Linked DNA regions of Ovis aries: region 2 is linked to region 1. A link is a contact called in public Hi-C data. All regions are on one chromosome and are shown on one strand. The core of a region is the stretch at or near the end of the contact, and the rest is flanking DNA. Distances in the headings are between cores, read along the strand shown.

The links. Hi-C and Micro-C count contacts between places; a contact is called where the count stands out from the background.
Region 2: a contact with region 1 is called in a Hi-C map of skin fibroblasts, with 5 times the contacts expected there. The contact joins the promoter of NUAK1 here to the enhancer-like site in region 1. A contact is called at or near these places in 2 of 16 Hi-C or Micro-C datasets (skin fibroblasts and tail adipose tissue).

Annotation. Positions count from the first base shown.
Region 1 is chr3:175,012,510-175,015,494 of ARS-UI_Ramb_v3.0, reverse strand. No RefSeq gene overlaps it. Among named protein-coding and RNA genes, the nearest start is that of NUAK1, 140 kb to the left of the region's middle. Within about 2 kb of position 1,459, at least 2 of the 54 cell types and tissues checked have an H3K27ac peak or open chromatin away from gene starts, as enhancers often do.
Region 2 is chr3:175,152,325-175,155,098 of ARS-UI_Ramb_v3.0, reverse strand. It overlaps NUAK1 (NUAK family kinase 1), which reads left to right and starts at 1,253. Exons shown (of 7, transcript XM_027967685.3): 1 at 1,253-2,265. The coding sequence starts at 2,023.

The DNA of each region.
Region 1 (2,985 bases), core at 210-2,709:
GCTTGTTGTCATGGAACACGGCCTACGGAGGATTGCTGAGCGCACTTCACAGTCAAGTTACCAGGTGACTGTGTCTGCATGAGTGAGCCCAACTGCAATCCGCAGAACCACCTGGCCAACCCACGGAACTGTGGGCAATAAAATTACTGTTGCTTTAAATCACTAAGCTCTGGGGCAATAGATAAACAATACAATATCTTATTCATATTTGCTTCCATAGAATCTACTATGTTATTGTTGTTTAGTTGCTAAGTCATGTCTGATTCTTTGGGATCCCATGGAGTGTTGACCACCAGGCTCCTCTGTCCGTGGGATTTCCCAGGCAAGAATACTGGAGTGGGTTGCCATTTCTTTCTCCAGGGATCAAACCCATGTGTTCTGGTTGGCAGGCAGATTCTTTACCACTGAGCCACCTGGGAAGCCAGAATCTACTATACTGCTTGGCATGTCAGCTCTCAATACATTTTTATTGTTATAAACTTTATTCTCCCAACAATCTGGTCAGGTAAGTATTACTATCATTTTCTATTTATTTTTAATTATAAGACTCACAGGAACAATTACTCATCCCAGCTCCGAATTTTGGGAAGAATGCTCTGATTAACTTGTAGAAGATATAATCAAGGTCTGGGAATACAGAGGAATGCATTGGGTCACCCCAGAAGACTTTGATCACCTCTATTATGTGCCCCTTCTCTTAATAAAGAATCGATAGTATTTAGCATTTATTGAGTGCTTGTTATCTGCCAACTGCTAAGTGCTTTATGTATATTGCAGCACGTTTATCCTTGCAAAAACCATGTGAAGTGGGTACTATTAGCATCTTATTTTAGAAAAGCAGAAACTGAGGATCAAGAAGGAAATATGATTGGTTACTAGAGCCGGTAAATGGCAGAGCTAAACTATAGACCTGGGTCTGTCCGACTCCTCACTCTTGTTCTTTTTTAGTTGCAGTATAGTTGGTTTACAGTGATGTGTTATTTTCAGGTGTACAGCAAAGTAATTCAGTTATACATATATATAGATATTTTTTTTCAGATTCTTTTCCCTTATAGGCTATTACAAAGTATCAAGCATAGTTCCCTGTGCTGTACAGTAGGTTCTTGTTATCTATTTTATATATAGTAATGTATCTCTGTTAATATCAAACTCCTAATTTATCACTCTTGCTCTTCACCCTTTCACACCACATGGAGTCAGAGTTCACAAGGGGTTTAGCTTCCAAAGTCAGTGCATAGAGCAACAGTCACACAGTGAGAAGTACTCTTGAAAATGTCCAAAGTCCCTTTTGAGGTTAAAGTGTATAATACTTTATTTAGTAATAGAGATGAGGAAATGCATGCAATATTTCAGGGCTGTGTCATGTTTAAGATATAATTTGCAAGAGTCATACTGTGGCAGAGTCTGGCTAGATACTCACAATTTCCATTTATTTTCGTTTGAGGCTCACAGAAAGACTCCATTTTCTAATTCTGTGCAGTTAAATTGGGGCCATGTACTGAGGTCTGGCCAATGAAACATGGACAGGTGTGCTCTAACTCATCTGTAGGGTTGCCCCTTAATTACTTCTGTCATCTGCTAGTCCAGAAATCAGCCATCCATGACCTGTGAGCTCATTTTTGTAAATAAAGTTTTAATAGAACATAGTTGGGCTCATTTGTTTACATATTCTACAACAGCAGAGATGAGCAGTTGTGACAGAGACCATACGGCCTCTAAAACCTTTTTGCCAAAGACTTGCTGACTCCTGCTCTGTTCCCCTCTTGGTAGATGCTGTGATGAGCCACTCAGATCTCCCTTTAGCAATGAAAATATTAGTTCCTCAGCTGCTCAAAGTTCTCCTGGAAGATGGTCCACACCTACACCCAACGACTGGTAAACACAGAGGTTGAACAGCACAACCACCTTGCCCCAACCCAGGACAGTTCTGAAAGGCCACCAGCCCCAGAGGTCTCCACTGGGGTAATGGAGATCTTTGGGAGACTGCATTACATCTCAGCCTGACCTTACATCCTTCTCTCCCTTCCATATGTATGATCCTAAGAGCGCTCTCTATTAAACATCCTGTACTCCCATCTCTACCTCAGAATCCAACCTGCAATAGCTTCCACCCCCTTCCATAAGGTTTCATATGGCAGCATCACCACTGGAAGATGCTGGATCCTTGAATCACTGCTAAGAGGACAGTCACCAAGGAGCACCTCCAGACCCACCTCACACTGTGCCTGTAAGTAGACAATTAGCCTCTGAAACTGGGTGTTGTTTGTTTGTTACAGCAGCTCACTCTACTTATTCTGACAAGTATACTCAGAGAGGCAAGAAGTCCGTGCCATGAGAGAGCTGCAGGAGCTGAGATGTACCGTGGGAACCATCTGCTCACATTCACGACAGGGCGTCTGCCCTGGGAGAGCGATGGAAGGGTCAAGTCACTCACACCTATTGTCTTGTTTGCTTTCAGTTTCTTTTTTCTCTTTCTCTATTTGGCGCATAGAGCAAAATTTTTATAAGTTAAATGTGGGCGTGGTATGATTGCACCTCCACCCCAGTTTGGGGCTCTATCCTCAAAGCATCTCTGAGCAGCTTGCATTCTGCAATGGTTGAAGAATGTAGCATATGGATGACTGAGAGGTGGGTAAGCGGGGAATCAAATGAAGCCCAGATGTCAGCCGGTCTCCCTGAGCCCCAGCCATCGGTTGGGGCAGAATTCAGAGGAAGAGCCCCCAGTGGGGGGTTGTGGGGGTGGCTCCCAGGAGCTGAACATAAACAACCCCACTGCTGATGCCCACCAGGCGTGGCTGTACTTGTGTCCACACCGTGGTCAGAGTGTCTGCAGAGGCAGCTGGAGACCGACGTGGTCTTTTGTCTCCCCTCTCTCTGAAGTCGCCCTGGGACACAGGTGTGCGTCCCCCACAGCCAGCCGACAGAGAAGATGAATCAGCGCCCCTGAAAGACGTGCCCCAGAGCAGTCTGACAGCTGAAACTTGT
Region 2 (2,774 bases), core at 4-2,503, 140 kb before region 1:
CTGTCATTTGACAAATGTCACACAGCCTAGCCACTGGGAAGCCAGGCTCAACCTGCCTGTTATTTATACTGACTCTCTAATCTACATATGCAAAGTCTACAGATTTTGTATAAAAGCAGAATAGTTGCAGGAGGCAGGCAGGGAGACCCTGCAAGGGTGGAGGACACGTATGGTGACTAATGTTACAGGCTATTATTCTGGCACTGCGGAGGGGACTTGCAGGGAGGACGTGCTGTTGCGGGATCCAGGGTAAGGTGATAAGGCATAGACAGGCCTGAAGACAGCAGGAATGCAGAGGGCTGAACCTGAGAGCTGCGGAGTAAGGGCAAGTCCGGCTCACTGGGGAAAAAATGAACCACCAGGCCATCTGCAGAACGCACCAGACATTCCTCACCCCTCACTCTTCCCATCCCAGTCTGGTATACCACACTATTGAAAAAACTCCCGAAGCGCCTTTTTCTCTTGCTTTCTTCCTTATTTTCCCTTGCTGCTTCTTAGAAGGTGGCAGCCTTGCCACCGTCGTAGGCCTTCCTGCCTGACCCTCGCTTGTGGGGGTGGGGTACTGGGTACCATCTCCAGGATCTGGCCATCTCAGTTAATGGAGAAATACAAACGGTCAAGGGGCCAAGCGGCCTGCCTGTCGCCCCTGGCTTAGCCAGTCTCAGGCCCTGCTCCATCCGAGGTCCCTGGTTTGCCCATCTCCAAACACAGCCTTGGCGGGCAGGGTAGGCGCCCAGCTGCATCCAGGCACCTCTAGCGACCCAAATCTCCTCTCCCAGGCGGGAGTCCTGGATAGTGTCGGAGGGCGGCAGTGCGGCGACCGGCCGCAGATTCAGCCTCGGAGCCTCCCTTCCTCCCCGCCTTCGCCTTTCTCCGGCGAGGGCGCGGGGCCGAGGTCAACGCGCCTCTCGGGGTTTTCAGGGGCGCCCAGCTGCCCCGACCCTGGCCCGGGAGAGCAGCCCTTCGCCAGCCGGGATGGGGGTCTGCGAGGCGGGGGCGGCAGCCTGGGCTGAGCGCGAGGGGGTGCGCACCGCCGCGGGGGAGGGCGAGCCGTGACTCACCGCCTGTAACCCAACACCCGCGCGCCTCCCCTCCCCCAGCCTCTCCCCGTCTCCGGCCTGGCGGCCGCGGCGACACCTAAAAGAAAATGAAGGGGCGCCCGAGCCCGCAGCGCCCCCGGCCGGATCGCCAGCGGGCCCCGGGGGCCCCCGGCTCCGAGCGCTCTCGTCTACCCGGCGCCGGGGCTCGGCGAGCCGCCGCCGTCGCCGCAGCCAGGGCGCAAGCAGGAAGGGAGGCCGCGCGGCCGGAGCCGAAGTCCGAGGAGGCGGCGGCGGCGGCGAGCCCGCGGTAGCGGCGGCGGCGGCGGCGGCGGCGGCGGGCGAGCCGGGGGAGGGGGCGCCCGGGCTGGGAACCCCCCCCGTCTCTTTCCCAGCCGAGCGAGGACAAAGCCCCCTGGCCGCCGGCGCGGCCTAGCCGGCGCTGCACAAAGGGCGAGTCGCGACACGCTTCCATCCCCCTCCCAGTTCGGGGTGGCCCCAGGCCCGGGAGGCGGGCGGGAGTTGGGGGGGAGCCCCGGCCGCGCCGCCCCTCGCCCCCCTCCCCGGGGGCCGGCCCGCGCGCCGCCCCCGCCCCCGCGCCCGCCCAGTCTGCGCGTCCTCCCGGGGAGGGGTCTGGGGGCGCGGCGCCCCACATAACACTCCCCCTCCTGCGCTCGGGGCCACCCCTCTCCCCTCCCTCCTGCGAACACCACCGCCTCCCCTGCCACCGCCGCCACCTCGCCCGACGCGCCGCAGCTCGCCGCGGCCGGTGGGCGGTGCGCGGATCGTGCGCGCCCGGGGCGCCAGATGTGCAGTCCCCGCCGCCGCCAGTGACCCAGCCGCAGCCCCGGCGGGAGCCGGCCGCCTTCCCGATGCTGCGGGGGCGACCGTGAGCGCGCCCAGCTTTCTCTCGGCTGGGACCCCGACACCGCGAGCGCCGTGCTCGGTCCTGCCCTCTCCGGCCCTGCTCGCCCCGCATTCGGACATGGAGGGGGCCGCTGCGCCCGCGGCCGGCCCGGACTTGGGGCCGGGGGCGCCGGGCTCTCCGCCGGAGGCGGGTGCGATCGCAGCCCCCTCGGCGGCGGGCCCGGAGCCCAGGAAGCCGCACGGTGTGAAGCGGCATCACCACAAACACAACCTGAAGCACCGCTACGAGCTGCAGGAGACCCTGGGCAAAGGCACCTACGGCAAAGTCAAGCGGGCCACCGAGAGGTTTTCGGGCCGAGTGGTGAGTTGGGGGGAAACCCGGCGGGCTCGGTCTAGACGCGGCTGGGGACGCAGCGCTCACGCGACGGGGTTTGGGGCGCAGAGGGGGGTCTCTGGTCCGAGAGGGGGCTTCTCCGGAACCCCTAGACAGATTCCTCACTCTCACCACCGCCCCCCACCCCCGGCTCCAGCCCCCCGTGGCTCAGGCGTGTCTTTCTCCCGAAACACTTGTTACATCCTGTCTGCGCATATTTTGGGGGTTTTGATCCCGGCAGCAAAGTAGTGTTTATGATTTGCAAACACTTTGCACCATCGGGACCGTTGGGGTCTCCCTCTCGGGCACGCATTCATGCCCTGGAATGCCTTATTGCTGTAACTCCACACAGAGCCACATCCGCAGTTCGGAGCTGGTTCGCCTCGTCCCGTATCCTATAGATGAATGAGCCCCCCCGCCCCCCCCCCCCCCTCCCCTGCATCCTTCCAGTCCCTGTCGCCGCGGTGCTGAGGTCGCTGCAAGGGAGGACGGACTCC